Regions from separate parts of the Pan troglodytes genome. Here region 2 is linked to region 1. A link is a contact called in public HiChIP or PLAC-seq data. All regions are on one chromosome and are shown on one strand. Each heading gives the region's core, a stretch centred on a gene start, on an enhancer-like site or on the middle of the called end of the contact. The rest is flanking DNA. Distances are from core to core; before and after follow the strand shown. Region 1 holds the start of OLFML3 (olfactomedin like 3). Region 2 holds the start of SYT6 (synaptotagmin 6).

Region 1 (7,236 bases), core at 4,713-7,212:
AATGGGCATGCTTTCCTCTAAACCAGGTAGAGGAGTGGGGAGCAGTGGAAGGGGATGCCCCCAGGAGCCTCGGGGAAGGGGTGCCTGTTCAAGGAGAGATGAGAAGAGGCCCAGAAAATCTGAGACTGGAGGAGGAGGAAAAGGAGGGCTTGGTTTCTGTTTAGCTCAGAGCCCATCCCAGAGGAAACATTGACAGCTGAATCAACAACTTCTTCCTGTCCATCTCTGCCCTGTCCCTCTCCACCATCCAGGGCGCTCACAACACTGGCTCAGCTTCCTTGATTAAAATGAACAAGACAAACACTTTGGATTCGCTGGCAGGCAGATACTAAGACCAGCATTGGAGAAGAGAGGATATTGAGAACAAGGAGGGGAGCTTAGGAAGTAAAGCAGGAAACCCTGAGGCCCAGTGTGGCGGAGAGGGGAGCCCTCTCAATACTGCCTTGGGGGAGCCCTCTCAATACTGCCTTGTGATGGAGAAGCAACATCTGGACCTAAGACCTAGCAGACAGCTGCCTCCACCACAGCAGCCCCTCCTGGTTCTTAGTGCCCTTCCCACATCCCCATCCTTGGGTGTTTACTGTACCACCCAATGGCTAGGCACTGGGGCATATGTGGGACTTCTCTTTGGGCTTTTAACCCCTCTCTCCTCTACTAGGCCCTTTGCCTTCCACTGACTTTTGTTCAACAAAATCAGAGGTCACAACCTATTTCTGCCAAGTGATGGGTTGTGGAGGGTCTGATGGGGGTCTGAGGCTACTTGTGGATGATAGGATTTAGCTACCGGTGCTGTCTCCTGGAGCAGCAGATAATTTAGTTTAATGAATTTGGACAGTTCACTGGATCTGCCCACACAGTTCTACTCACCTTCCATAATGCTTCCAAAATAGCACTAGCTGTTGCACAGGAGCCAAAAAGAAGGAAGAGAAAAGTAATAAACGACAAGGCCCCAGAGATTTCTGCCCTTTCAGAAAAGCCTGAATGAACTTTTCCACAGAAATTGTAAGCCAAAAAAAGAGATGCTTTTTTTCTTTCTCATGGAGGAGGAATCAGGCAAAGATAGATGCCACAAAGACAAGCACACACATGCAACGCGGAAGAACCTGGTTACCTGATTTTCATGGAAGTAATAAGGCGTTAAGAATGTACTTCAAATACATATTCCTTGACGTCACTTATACACACGGAGTCTCAGGTTATGCTCTCATCAAGGGCATCAGAGCCGCTCCTGGTGTTTGGTGCTCTAACAAGGTAACTCCAGAGACACGGCCTGACCCTACAGCCTCCTATCACACACTCATACAACCACACAAGCTAGCAGACAAGCTCCCCTGCCACATGCAGGCACATATACACATACACATACACATACACAGTCACACTAGGGAGCAGACAAGCACCTCTGCCACACACAGGCACCTCCCACCCCCAACACACACACACACACAGTCACGCTAGGGAGCAGACAAGCTCCCCTTCCACATGGGGCACCCACAGTCCCCACGCTGCTCTGCCAGCCCTGTGGCCCAGACCCCATTCTCCAGGCCTGTGCTCAGAATGCCCTTCCCCCTCAACCCCTCCCTGTGCACCACGTGTGCCGCAGCCAGCTGTTCTGTGGGCAGACCCTTCCGTGGGCTGACAGGTGGTGATTACTGTTGCCAGCCCCACATTAGGAGAGAATTCAATGGGAGAGAGCCCCTGCCCGCCCCGGTCTCCCTATAATAGCGCCTTTGTGAGGTGCTTCACTGTCTTTCTTTCCCCATCCTCATCAACCTACGTCTGGAGCAGCTCTGCCTGAGGAGAAAAGAAAAGAAGACAAAGGGAGGCTCACAGGGCCCTGACTGAGCCACCCCACCTGGGGCGGGAAGGAGGGCTGTGCTTTGGGGAGAAGGCTGTGCCCCCTTCCCGCACTTGGCTAGGGCAAATAACCAAGAGGACCCCCAGGGATGCCTGAGGTGGACTCCTCATGAAAGCAGTGGATCCTGCCCATCAGCCAGCCTTGCCCCTGCGAGCTGAGCATGCAGCAGTGAGGGTGAGGCTGGGGTGGAGGCCTGGTGCAGAAATCAGCAGATTCCTGGAGACTGGAGTCCAAAGCCTGGAGCCTTCCTCTTCCTCTCCCTTCTCCCTTCCCTCTTCCCCACATTACGCTCTGCAATCCAACGCCAGAGGCCAGGGTATGGGCCAGAGAGGGTTAAGTTTCCAGAAGTCCTGACGGGCTTCAGCCAGGTTCAGGGCTGGAGTGGGTAGGTGAGGGTGATGAGAGTGGAGAAAAGGAAAGCAAGAATAGGCTGCAGACCGTGTAAGGCCAACATCTGGGACACGGTCACTGCCCCTCCTCCCTGCACAAACCGCAGACGCTGTGGCAGCAGGAAAATCAGAGCGGTCCAGACCAAGAATGATTGTGCAACCTGGCCCTGCAGGAGCACAACGCTGGAGGTGGGAGTGGAGGTCTGGGGTGCGGGGCAGAGTCCACTTTAGAGGGGAGACTTCAGCTCTTACTAAAAACACAGGCATTCAGGGCTCTGGTTTCCACACTAGAATGCAATGCAACTAACATGCATTTTGTAGTTCAAAATCCTCTGAGAATCGGAACTGGAATCTCTGCCCTGGGCCCCAGTGTCTCACAGCCAGAGGCACGGTGCCACTGAGGTTCTAGGATGGCTGCTGTGGATTGGCTGCTGTGGATGGCGGTGGGTGTGGAAGGAGGCCTTTCGTCCAGCCTCCTAAAGTGGCGGGATTCTGCCACTTCCCCCAGGCGCCTCACAGTAAACTCTTCCTCAGCAAAGGGAGCCCCGCCAAGTCTTTAATATGGCTCAAGGAGTGGGGATGGGTTGGGAGGGAGAAAATGGATGGTCGGGGGAAGTTTGATCTGAGGGCTACCCCAAACAAACACAGGAGAGGAGCAGTGGATTTTCCTTTTAATGCAAAATGTTGCAATACAAAACAATGTGGAGAAAGTCCTGTTCCTCAGGACACTGAAGGGAGGAGTGAGGAAGAGAGGGCAGAGCTGGACGTCTCCTCCTATTTCTCCCTCCCCAAGTCACTCTGAGGGGAAGAACACTGCTGCCTGCTCCCTGGGCCTGCCCGCATACAAGGTTAGAGCCCTAGGTCTGGGCCATCCTTAGCCTGAAATTTGTTGACATGGGGCAGGAGAGCAGGAGGGAACATTGAGGGTTTTGACTCTTTGGGCTCTAAAAGGATTACTCAGGATCTGGAGTTCTGTATGAAACAAAGGAGCTGAAAGAATTTGATTGTCACTGGCTAAAAATATAGAGGATTTGAGCCACAACTGGCCCACATTTGAAGAATGAGGAACAAGAAATTTAGTGGGGATATAATATAAATGTATGGGAGTGAGAAAGATGCAAAAAACAAGGCTAGCTCCTCAAACCTCCTCCTCTTTCTTCCTCATCTCCAGCTTATAGACAATCTGGTAGCCATCATCCCAGGCATAGAGCTGGCGTTCTCGGGGGTTATAGCGGAGGCTGGCATGGGCACCATATCTGCGGGGAAAATAAGGGAGTGCTGCCCGTTCAGGGGTCAGGGTGCCGCTGGCATCAAAGGAGCACTGGATGCGGGCCCGACTGGCAGGACGGGTGTTATAGACGACATAGAGGGTTCCACAGATGACAAAGGCAGCCTCAGCATTCTCTCTGGGGCATGGTGTGTCCCACTGCTGCTCTGTGTCCAGTGTCTGTGGATCTAACTTGGCCAGACACAAGTGCCTGTCATCCTCCCGGGTGGCATAGACAGCCCAAAGACCTTCCTCATCAGCTGCCAGGTCGATGTAGGTGTCTGCTGTCAAGCCGTAGGGGGGGATCAGTCCCTCTGCTGGGAATACTGAGCTGTCCACCACTGTTCGGTTTGCCAGGTGGAATTTGATTAGCTGCAAAGTGTTCTCCATCTCACCACCTCCACCAGGTCTTCCAGGAGGCCTCCGAGCAAAATAAAGAAAGCCACCATATACCAGCTGCCCTGTGCCTACCCAGGGGAAGGGCACCCGGACTCGGGAAGCTTTCCGGGCAGCCATGGCAAGGGTGAAGTCACGCAGCCTTGGGAAGACAAAGGCTGTGTCATTCTGTGTCCCATCTAACACGTAGATCTTCTCTGTTTGCCCCAGTGGATCCTTGGTCCATAGACCAGCCGGGCCACCAAATCGCTTCAGAATCTTCATTGATCTCACTTGAGAGATTGTGTAGCCACAGTCTGATGAGAAAAGCACAGGAAAAGGAAATAGAGACAAGAATTAGATGCCTCCAGCAGGAACTCCCCTAGGGTAGGTGATCTGGAGAATAGTGAGCATTTGCCCAGTGGTTGCCTCCACTCTTAGGGAGAATTGAGAAAGAGCGGGTACCACAGCGGCCTGGATCCCCAGAACCTCTCTTTAATAGACCTGGCATTACAGAGGTTTCCCTAAAACAGATTCCAGAAGACAGAGCCACAATGGACTGGGACAAAGCGAAAAAAAGAGTAAGAAGCAAGGAAGGAAGAATATCGGTTCTGAGAGAGTTAGGGGCCTGCTTTCAGATTATTTACCTGTCACCATATCGTACTTCTCATTCCTTCTTCCCTTGCCTTTGGTCCCAGGGCCTCCAGTCACCTTCTCATCAAACTCTACACAGGGCAGAGCTGGGTTCTGGGTCTCCAGATAGTCTACCTCCCGCTCCAGACGATCCACTCTCCCGGAGATGGTGTCGGCCTCAGTTCTGAGTGCCTCCCGCTCCTTCTCTGCCACCTCCAGCAGTGGCAGCATCTTGTTCTTGAAGTCCCGCAGCTCAGCAGCATGCCGACTACTCTGGTCCTGGCACTGGGCCAGCCGTTCCTGAAGGGATGGGGGATCAGGAGGGAGGCTGCAGGGTTACAACTCCCAGGCAGGGAGAGGCCCAACTCGGGAGTCAGGAATGGGAAAAAAAGAGCAAACTCAGCCAGGCTTCAATATCCCCTTCCACTCCTGCAGAAAAGGAAACCAGATGTGCAGAGGTGCTAAATGTGCAAACAGCCTAGCTGAGATTCACCTAGGCCCCTACCCCGACTCCATGTCCTCCAGCCTGTGTTCTCTGTGAGCAGTGCCACTGAGCCATCTGAGCCTCTAGGCAGGTCTAAGCGCATGAAGGTGTGAAGAGGGCTCTGCTCCCTTAGCAATTATCCTCTCGGACACTAAAATGCTACAGATCTCAACCTGTTAAAAAGACAGGAAGTTATAGATTCCCTGGGAACCTCCAACTTCAACAGAATCATCACCTTCTCTGGAGATGCAGCCCCACAATCTTGGCTCTCGTTTCCACTCTGCCCCCTTATTCTATCTAATCCCAGAGGTAAAACGCAAAAGTCGATTTGCTTTGGAATTGTTCTATGTGGGGTAAGAGGAGGGCTTGTCATTCCGAAGGTCCTTTTATTAAGAGAGAATTTTCTGTAGACTCTAACAGAGCCCTTTCTTGTTATCCCCAGATCCCTAACAAACTGGTTGAACCAATAGCCCTGGAATCCTTCTAGGCTGGGCTAGAAGAGAAAGGGGTCCCTCACCTCTAAAGCAGCTAGTCGGCGTTCCATGTACTCCACAAGGTGGTGCTGCTGTCCTTGGAGGGGTCCCGACCATGACAAAAGGAACAAGATGAGGAGAGGGGTGCTGGGCCCCATGGCAGCCTGGAGAGTGGTGCCAGAGTAGAAGTAACGTACAGTCAGCCTCTTCCCCTCAAGCCCGAGGGTTAGCTTTGGAGGCGGGGTGGGGGCGGTGCCTTCTCTCCTTCTGATCTCTGGGTCTCTCTCACTACTCTGGAATGCTTTCAGTCTCTTTACAACCCCCACCCCCTCCTCTCCGCCAGGATTGATCAAACACAGATGGCCCCATTGCACAGCAGCCAGAAGCCTTAACCACCTCCCGCCTAGGCTGTAGGCTCCTCTGGAGGGGAAAGAGATGGAAACCCGAAGGCAGAGGCCTTCCAGGCAGTCAAGCAGGGAAGCTAGCTGCAGAAAGCAGAGACCCCAGAGAAAACTCAGCAAACGCCATTCCTGTTTTAGGAAAGTTTCACCAGTGCTGACTTAAGAAACTGACATTTTTCATTAATCCTTCCCTTTCCCTGCAATAGAGTGGGTTGTTTTCAGCCTTGTTCAGTAGAAGCTGGGAGCTGGGGAGGTGAGGCTTGAAGGGAGGAAGCAGGAAAAAAATGGCCCAAGTGGTCAAGCCCAACTTATTCTAAAGCTCATTGGCGCCACCTTGTGCTAAGCAGCTGGTGTCATCTCTCACGATTAATACAGAAACTAAGGCTTAGACTTCACCCCATGAGGAAAATATTCCACAAAAGCCAAATATATTGAATTTACAGGGGTTTTCACCACTAAAATGCATATTTCCCCCAAGACTATCCAATTACTACTTTGGGGGCTATGCAAATATCTGATTTAGCCCAAGGAAGAAAATATAACTGAGATTAAAAAAAAAAAAAAAACCAGGTCACTGAGAAGTTAGTAAATTAACTCGATCGTCTGGAAGTTAAGGCTGACAGCAGCGCTGTTTTACATGGCTTTCCTTTGCTTGAAAGAGGCCAGATATAGTCTCTCACCAAAACTGAGGAGTGTTCAGTGAGTTCACACTAATTTACTATACATTCATGTATTGCGGGGGGGCGGAATCTGATATATATATATGTGTTGTTGCAGTCTAGATCAATGTATTCTGACTTCCTTACCACTGGGAGAAAAGACTATTGGTTATTTCTCTTGGTTGTGGTCCAAAAGGGTATTTCTGAGTGTTTCTCATTTCTATATCCCAACTAAGGCTGCAGGAGCCCAAAATGAATTAATGGCCACCATAAGGTAGACTTGGCCTGACACACGAGCCGAAAAAAAAAATCAAATAGAGCATTTACTCAGAGACCTGCAGTCATTAATTGAAACAAACCCCTATTTCTTTATCGGGAGAAATTCTATTCACTTTAGAATCAACAGAATCTGATAAGAGAGGTTCCTTCTGTAAAAAGGACCATGCCTCTAACAGTACAGTTTGAAAGGAGGGGAAAAATAGCAGCTTCCTGTGGTTACTCATCTTTTCATTCTGCTACTGCTATTTGGCAAAATATATGAGGAAACAAAGCTTAATTAGCCGGTCTCAGAAGTCTTCTACCTCTTTCAAAGGGTCAGATCCAGATGATGTGAAGTAAGGACCCTGGACACTGCATTCTTGGGAAGTATTCCCTGCCAAACCCTATTCATTTCCAGTATGGAGATTTGTATGAAGAA
Region 2 (7,000 bases), core at 1,073-3,572, 170 kb before region 1:
CTGTATCTCTGTCTCATCCTCTGTCTCTCTCATTTGTATCTGTCTCTTGCCTCTATTTCTGTCTCTGTTTCTTTCTCTCTGTCTCTCTCACACACCCTAACTCCTACAATCCAACTTCAATAGCTATTGACTGACCCAGGGGCCCTAACCTGTTTCTGCAGCCCTATCAGGGCAGCAGCTCCTTCACACTGCTAGATTGAGAAATGCCAGGTCCGGAGCTGCTGCCGGGGCGCCAGAGACGCTGCAGAAGCGCCTGCCGAGTGTGGAGGCTGAATCCGGGAACAATGAGAAATTATCTGTTAATTCTCGGCTCCTGCCACCTGCTCTGCTCCAAACAAGCTCCTTTGCCTTCAGTTTAGATGCAAATTCCCCCACTCGATGTAAGCAAAATATTGATTTCCCTGCATCACAGGTCTGGGCCCTTGGAATGGTCCTGTGTTTTTTCATTCTATGCAAAGGCAAAACAAGGCGCTTTGTTCTGTGAATTTCCCCCAGGAACTCGCGAGGGGGAGGGAGAAATAGCAGGGGAGTGACAGAGTTGCCATAAACACGGGCAAAGAGCAGTTCTCCATTTGTATTTTACATAAACACAAACCTGCCACTTGGGAAACTGCTAATAAGCGTGTAGCCAGAGGCTCTTCTGGGTGCTGAGATGTGCATCGGGTGATGGAAAAGAAGTTAATGGGGCCTCTAGGCTCCTCAGGTGGGTTTTCAGAAGCACCAGGAAGGCGAATAGGGATGCCAGAGCCCCACTTGTTCTTGGAACAGCAACCAAACACCTCCAGCAGGAAGGTAGCCCGGATTGCACAGTATCGCCTGCGTCGTGTCTGCTTGGTCCCTGCCTGAGTTCCTAGCCTTCTGCTATCACAGGCACAGGGGTCAGGGTGGAAGCTGCGAACCTTCAACAATTGCCTCTCCCTCGTCCCCTAAACTTATGCTCACGCGATGGTAGCACCAACTGGGTCTTCAGCACCGTGGACAGAGCCAGGGAGCGCCTCACGGTGGAAAAGCCGCCTGGCTGGGCCAGGGTCCTCACAGGCCTTGCTTTAGCCCTTGGTGCCCCAGGCACTAGCTGCTAGGGGATCGCAAGTCCAAGGGCCGGTTGGCACAGATGGCGCGCAGTGGAGACCGCCAGGAGCTAAGGCTCCGAATCTCCTCCCTCCGGAACGTGAGTCATTGTCCGAGTCACTTCCAATAAGCGTGTTAATTAAGAGGCAAGACCTTTCTCCCTCGCCAGCCACTCGGGCATACACCAACCCAGCAGCTTCCAGGGGCTGCAGCTAAAGCTTCCTTCCCAGCTCCGGGAGAGCAAATGGACCTGAGTCTGGGGCTTCAGGCGAGCCCCACTCAGAAGGGGCCCCACCGCCGACAGGTGTAGATCAAGAGACTCCCGAGATAGGCCCCTGCAGGGCGCTGGTCCCCCGGCCTCCCTGACCATGGCTCACAGACTTCCAGCGCTGAGTGAGGCAGCTCGAAGCCTCTCAGCCAATCTGTTCCTGGGCCTCACTCCACAGTTTCTGAGGGGATCTCTACTTTAAGTCTAGCCTCAATCCTCCCGTTGAGCTTTCTGTCTTTCTTGTTATGCTTAGCAGAAAGATACATGATCTCTGGTGCTGTTTCACCGAAGCAAGGAGGTGGGTCGGCGGAACTGAGCGCCCTGCGCCCTCTTGAAATGACCCCCCATTCCTGTTCGCCAGAAACTTTTCCCTCCCGTTGCCATGGAGAGAGACGGCCGCTGCCTCCCGTCGCCATAGCAACATGCGGGTACCGCGGACCGCAGGATTGCGGAGCTCGGAAAGTCTTGCAGTTCGCATCGCCCGCCTGTCTTGGGGTCTTCTACCTCCGAAGCTGGGACTCGGGGGCCAGTCTAACTGCTCCCGTCAGGAACCTCGGCCAAGGTCCTCCCAGACCCTGCCTGACCGTCGCTCTTTCTGTTACGGGGTTATCTATTTCTCTGTCATTCGTGTGGCATGTGGCAGTTTACCCAGTGTTTTCACAAACACGATCTTTGTATCCCCAGGGAGTCCGTGAAGTACTTAAAATCATTACACCTCCTTTACGGAGACGAAAATTGAGGCTCAGAGACGCCCAAGGTCACACCAGGCAGTGAATGCGGAGTGGGAACCCGGACTCTTTCCTGGCCTTGCACCCTCCGAGATTCGGGACAGCCCGGCTTCCCGCCTCGAAACCCCCACCCCCCGGACTCAGGCCAGTCCCTGAGTGTAGAGGGGGCGGCCGCGAGGCGCCAGACTTGCCAGCTGCCGCGGGATGCCACGTGAGGGGCGGGGACCCTGCGGGGAAGTGATTAAAAGCAGAGCGGAGCCGCAGGGGGCCGCTGCAGGGAGGGTCTTCTTGGGGCCGTCGTGCCCCGCCCCAGTGCGGCCGGGGCGCGGGTTCGAGCTGCTGCTCGGCAAGCCTGGGTGTCTAGGGCATGAGCGGAGTGTGGGGGGCCGGCGGGCCTCGGTGCCAGGAGGCGCTCGCGGTCCTCGCCTCGCTGTGCCGGGCCCGGCCGCCCCCTCTCGGGCTGGACGTGGAGACTTGTCGGAGCTTCGAGCTGCAGCCCCCAGAGCGGAGTCCCAGCGCGGCAGGCGCAGGTAACGGGAGACCCAGGGCCCCCTCCCTTCCTGGACATCCGTCCTGCGGTCTCCCTTCCCCAAAGCCCCGGTCCCAGGAGCCCCAGAACCTAGAGAGAACTCCCCAGCTCGGGATTCTGGATTGGGAGCCAGCCTCGTCCAGCCCTCTGGCCCATCGCTTGCACAGCCAGGAGAGACCCGAAGGGGAGCGGGGGTGGGGGTAGAAGCCCCCGGCCCTCCTGTATTACTACTGCGGAATGCGGGGGACCCCGCAGACAGCCAGGCTCCCAGGACGGGGCACCCTCGGGGCTTCAGTTTCCCTCGCATCTCCAAGCTCGCTCTGCGGGCGATTTGCCAGGATAGGGGTCCATGGAGAGAGCGGGAGACGAGGGGCGCCCGGCTGAGGAATAGAGCTTGCCTCCTAGCGAGTGTCGAGGTCCCCGGGTCCGTGCGTCGGTCTGTCCGTCCGTTTGTGTGTTCTCGCGGTGAACGCGGGCGGACCCCCAGTCTCTCCGGGAGAAACTTGGGTCTGCGGCTGGCACGAGGTCTTTGTGTCCGGGTGTCTCTCCGGCTGCGAGTGGTTTTCCGCGTCTCCGCTGGGGGGCGGGGGACAGGGGGCGGGGTGGGGGAGGGTATGAGGGTGTTGCGGCGTCCTTCCCCCACCCCTCTCGCCCCTATAACTCGCTCCCTCCGTCCCTCTCGGACTCGGACTCGGGGCCGGTGCGCGACTGAGCTGGCGCCTCTAGCCGACTTTGCCAAGAGGGCGCCTCCTGCCCGATCCGCGCTGACCCTGCGCGGGACGCAGCCCCAGGCGGCTGCCTAGCCGAGGCGGGAGCCCGAGCTGAGTCGAGCTCGCCGGAGCGGGTGAGTCCCGAGCCCGATCCCCGCCGGGCTGGACCCTGGCGCGCAGCTGCGGCGTCTCCGGGGAGTCGCGGCAGGGGGAATGGCGTGTCGCGCCCTGGCGGCGGGAGCTGCGGGAGGGTCGGCGACGTGGCGGCCGGCCCAGGGTATTTACCTGCTGCACCAGTGCCCGGCAGCCACGCTCGCCGGCTGCCGCGGGGCTTCTTTGTCCCGATATCTGGAGGGTCCGGGGCGGGAGGGAGTAATGGGTCGCGTCCCCTCCGTGGGGGAGGGGCTGGGGGAGTGAGAGGCCTGGAGATAATGCGGAGTGGGGGTGGGGAGATCCTGCAAGGACCAGGACGCCGGGGTTCCAGGAGGCTCTGCAGGCTCCATCCCTCCTTATTCCCCCACCCCGACCCCAGTAGCGCTGGGCCTAGGAGCACTCGGGAGTTGCTCAGTGGCTCTGCACCGCTGGCGCGGGAAGGGGAGAAAGGGGCTGCCAGAGGCGGGAATTTGGTCCCTACGCGCTGCTCCAGGGACGAGAAGCCAGGGACCGGCGGTTCTGGGAGCAGGTACAGGTGGGGTAAACTCCCCAGCGGCTGCAGGTCCCAGGGTCCTGTTTTCTTTCACTTGAGGTTAAAGGTCGTATATAGAGGTAGATACCCGTGAGGAGCAGTTCGGGGGAGGGGGCGGTGGGCCAGGGGGAGGCTTGTGTGTGTGAGGGGGCTGTATCCAGCCTTGGGGTGAGTGGAGCCCACCTGAGCCCTGTGAGGGTCGTAGGAGGCGCTGCTGTCCCTAGTTGTGGCAGTGTTTAGTCAATGGTTTGATCACTGCAGCAGAAGGGACTGAGGTTAGACATAAAGAACTTTTAGAGGGTGGTACAGAGATGGAGGTTGGGGAAGTTGATTCCCTGCCTTGGAGATTCGCAGAACACATTAGCCTAACAAGTTATTATTATAAGACTCTGGTTCTCTGGTGCCATCCCCTCCTACACCGCGCATACACACCAGACACAGAATTTTCCCTATCAGGGAGTCTCTTCCTGCCTCTCCCTACTCCCCAGCTCCCTTCCATCTTTTCCACCAATGATCCATCTCCAGTGGAGCCTTAATGCTGATCCTGACCCTCAGAGCCTAGAGGGTGAGAACATACCTGTGGAGTTCCATCTGGGATGGAAGCTGACTCTCCTGTCTGTTCAGGGCAGAAATGCTGGGGGTGACGGTGGAAGTTGCTGGAAGTGGAGCAGGGCTGTATGTGTGCAGCACATCTTGGTAGGGGGAGGCACAGGTGTTCTGACTCCACAGAGATACCCATAATCTGGAATGACAGGTGCCTGGATGGCCAGGTTGAGGGTGAGAAAAGCCTGAGGGGTGAGAGTCGGCAGGCCCAGATGAATTACTATGCCTTCCCTGCAGGCTGCATCAGAAGATGAGTTCTAGTTGTTAGCTCAGGAAAACTTTAACTTTGGCTGCTGAGTCACAAGTCCCAGGAAGCCCAGGGTCCAAGCTGGGAGGCTGAAAGGGATATGGGGAGGCAGGAGCAGACCCTTTGATCATAGCAAGAGAAAGATAGTGGTTGAGAGTGGCCTTGGGATTTTGAGAATTTAGGTGACCAGAGGGTCTGGGGAGATGCCATGGAGTTCAGGACCAGGCTCCAGCTGTTCCGCCTCCCAGCCTGCTCTCTGGGTCCAGATTCTCCAACCAGCACAATGCTAGAGCTTTTCATTTGTTGCAGTTTTATGAAAAATGCAAGTGGCTAGAGCAGGCCCAGCTCTGTTTACCATTTTATGTTTTCCCTTGACTTCTTCCTGTTCTAAGTCTCTAGCTTACAGATTTCTAGTAACACCCTGAGATTGAGATTCAGACTCCACTGTCATTTGCTAAGACTCCTCTATAGGCTAGAGTCTGTGCTAGGAATTGCACAGGAAGTCTCAGTTAATCAGACCCTGACTTGGAAACACCTGTACACAAACTGTCCAAACTAAAAGCAAGTTTCCCCTTTTTCTTTAAAAACTCTGAAGCCATAGTCCTGCTATTCTCCTTAATACACCCCAAGTGAACACTAATAAGCAGTTCTCCACCTTTCATTGTGTCATTTGCCTTGTAGAAATGAATGAACTTTTTCCATAAGCCAAGCTGCAGAGGTTTAGGTATGGTCAGCATGGGTTCTGGACTTAAGGTAGCAAGCAGAGGTCCAGAAGTGCTCCAGCAAATGCAGAAACCTGACAGGAGACCTCAAGCTTCCCTGTTTTTCTTAGGCTGGCAGCCGGGAGTGGTTAACTCCAGTTTACTTGTGGCCATGAAATTTATGTGATGTTTGTCCTTCTCACTGGAAGGATGGAATTCTGCAGATTTTGCCCTTTTTGAGGAAAGGTACAATGCACAATCCTTTAGAACCCAAGGAGATGATATTCTGACTAGTGTGTTTTGAGCTTTAGAGTTCTAGAAGCAGGGTCCAGTATCTAGGAGTTGTAGAGCCCTTAGATTTATAGTTCTAGAAGTTTTCTTCTCCCTCTGACTTTGATGAGAACGTCAAGTAGGGATGGTGGTTTCAGTATGTGTCATCCCTCTAAGCTCTGTACAAAAGACATGTTCTCTTCTAACTGTCTGAAGTTTATCTTCCCTGTCCACAGAGTTAGGGGTATAACATGTGGCTGCAAATAGTGAGGAGTGGCATTGAGGCATCTGGATCAAACCAGGTTTCTTTATGGTCTGTATAGGGTTGTCTGGAGTGGGGAAAGCATGCTAAGACAAAGTCCCGACTAAACTGGGTGGCACCCTTTCTATTCTTGCTTAGGAAAAGAAGCCTCTAAGGACTGAGTCACACTTAGGAACTGAAATCAGAGGAGTCTCTGAAAGTAGAAATAAACAGGGGCATCCAGATCTGGACCCTCCAAGTATAATGACACAACCTCATCCCTCCTTTCTTTCTTCTAGGAGCACTGAACTCTTTCTTGCTCCCCGAGGACCCAGGCAGACCCCTCCTCTCACTAGTTGCAGGTACAAACAGGGAGAGAAGCATAGAGGGAAAAGAATTTCTGGCTGTCTGCCCTCCACCTCCATCACTCCAGCCTTGATCCCACATTCAGAAGGGCCACATGCCCTGACCCCTCAGGCAGAAAGGTACAGTTACCATCCACCAAACTAATAATATTAATAATTGTTAAATTAGTGCCAATGTTCTGTTAGCTGTAACACTCCACATTAGTCTCCGATTTAGCTCTGAATCCCCTAATGATGGTGGAAGTGAGCGCCCAGTCATAAAGCTTGGTGCGGCCGTAATTAGCTTGGCATTGTCTCTCCTCATCACAGCTTTTTCAGGAGCATTAATTCCTTCTCTGTTTGGACTCTGCTAATTATCCCCATTGGTAGCTCAGGCTGGATCTCTGAAAGAAGGAAAGGAAGCAAAAGCCCTCTGCTCCCCTCCCCCCAGCCCTGAATTTTAATTACACCGGTTCTCCTAATAAACTTACAAGCCCTGGCAGAGCTTATTATTAATGGGCCACGTCTGAGCCTCAGTACAGAATAGCTCTGTTCTCCCAACACACACACACACACACACACACACACAATCTCTCTCTCTCTCTC

The links. HiChIP or PLAC-seq counts read pairs in DNA pulled down with a chosen protein or histone mark.
Region 2: an H3K4me3 HiChIP or PLAC-seq map of stem cell-derived excitatory neurons shows a contact between it and region 1, with 12 times the contacts expected there. The contact joins the promoter of SYT6 here to the promoter of OLFML3 in region 1. A contact is called at or near these places in 1 of 7 Hi-C or Micro-C datasets (induced pluripotent stem cells) and 1 of 1 datasets of contacts at active chromatin or transcription factors (stem cell-derived excitatory neurons).

The regions. Positions count from the first base shown.
Region 1 is chr1:111,206,143-111,213,378 of NHGRI_mPanTro3-v2.0_pri, reverse strand. OLFML3 (olfactomedin like 3) reads right to left here and starts at 5,962. Exons shown (of 3, transcript XM_514400.7): 1 at 5,524-5,962; 2 at 4,537-4,822; 3 at 2,902-4,206. The coding sequence starts at 5,637. The coding sequence ends at 3,386.
Region 2 is chr1:111,377,471-111,384,470 of NHGRI_mPanTro3-v2.0_pri, reverse strand. It overlaps SYT6 (synaptotagmin 6), which reads left to right and starts at 2,322. Exons shown (of 7, transcript XM_054686173.2): 1 at 2,322-2,594. The coding sequence starts at 2,432. LOC104002257 (ESX-1 secretion-associated protein EspK-like) reads right to left here and starts at 3,834. Exons shown (of 2, transcript XM_009428763.4): 1 at 3,589-3,834; 2 at 556-3,169. The coding sequence starts at 3,806. The coding sequence ends at 2,995.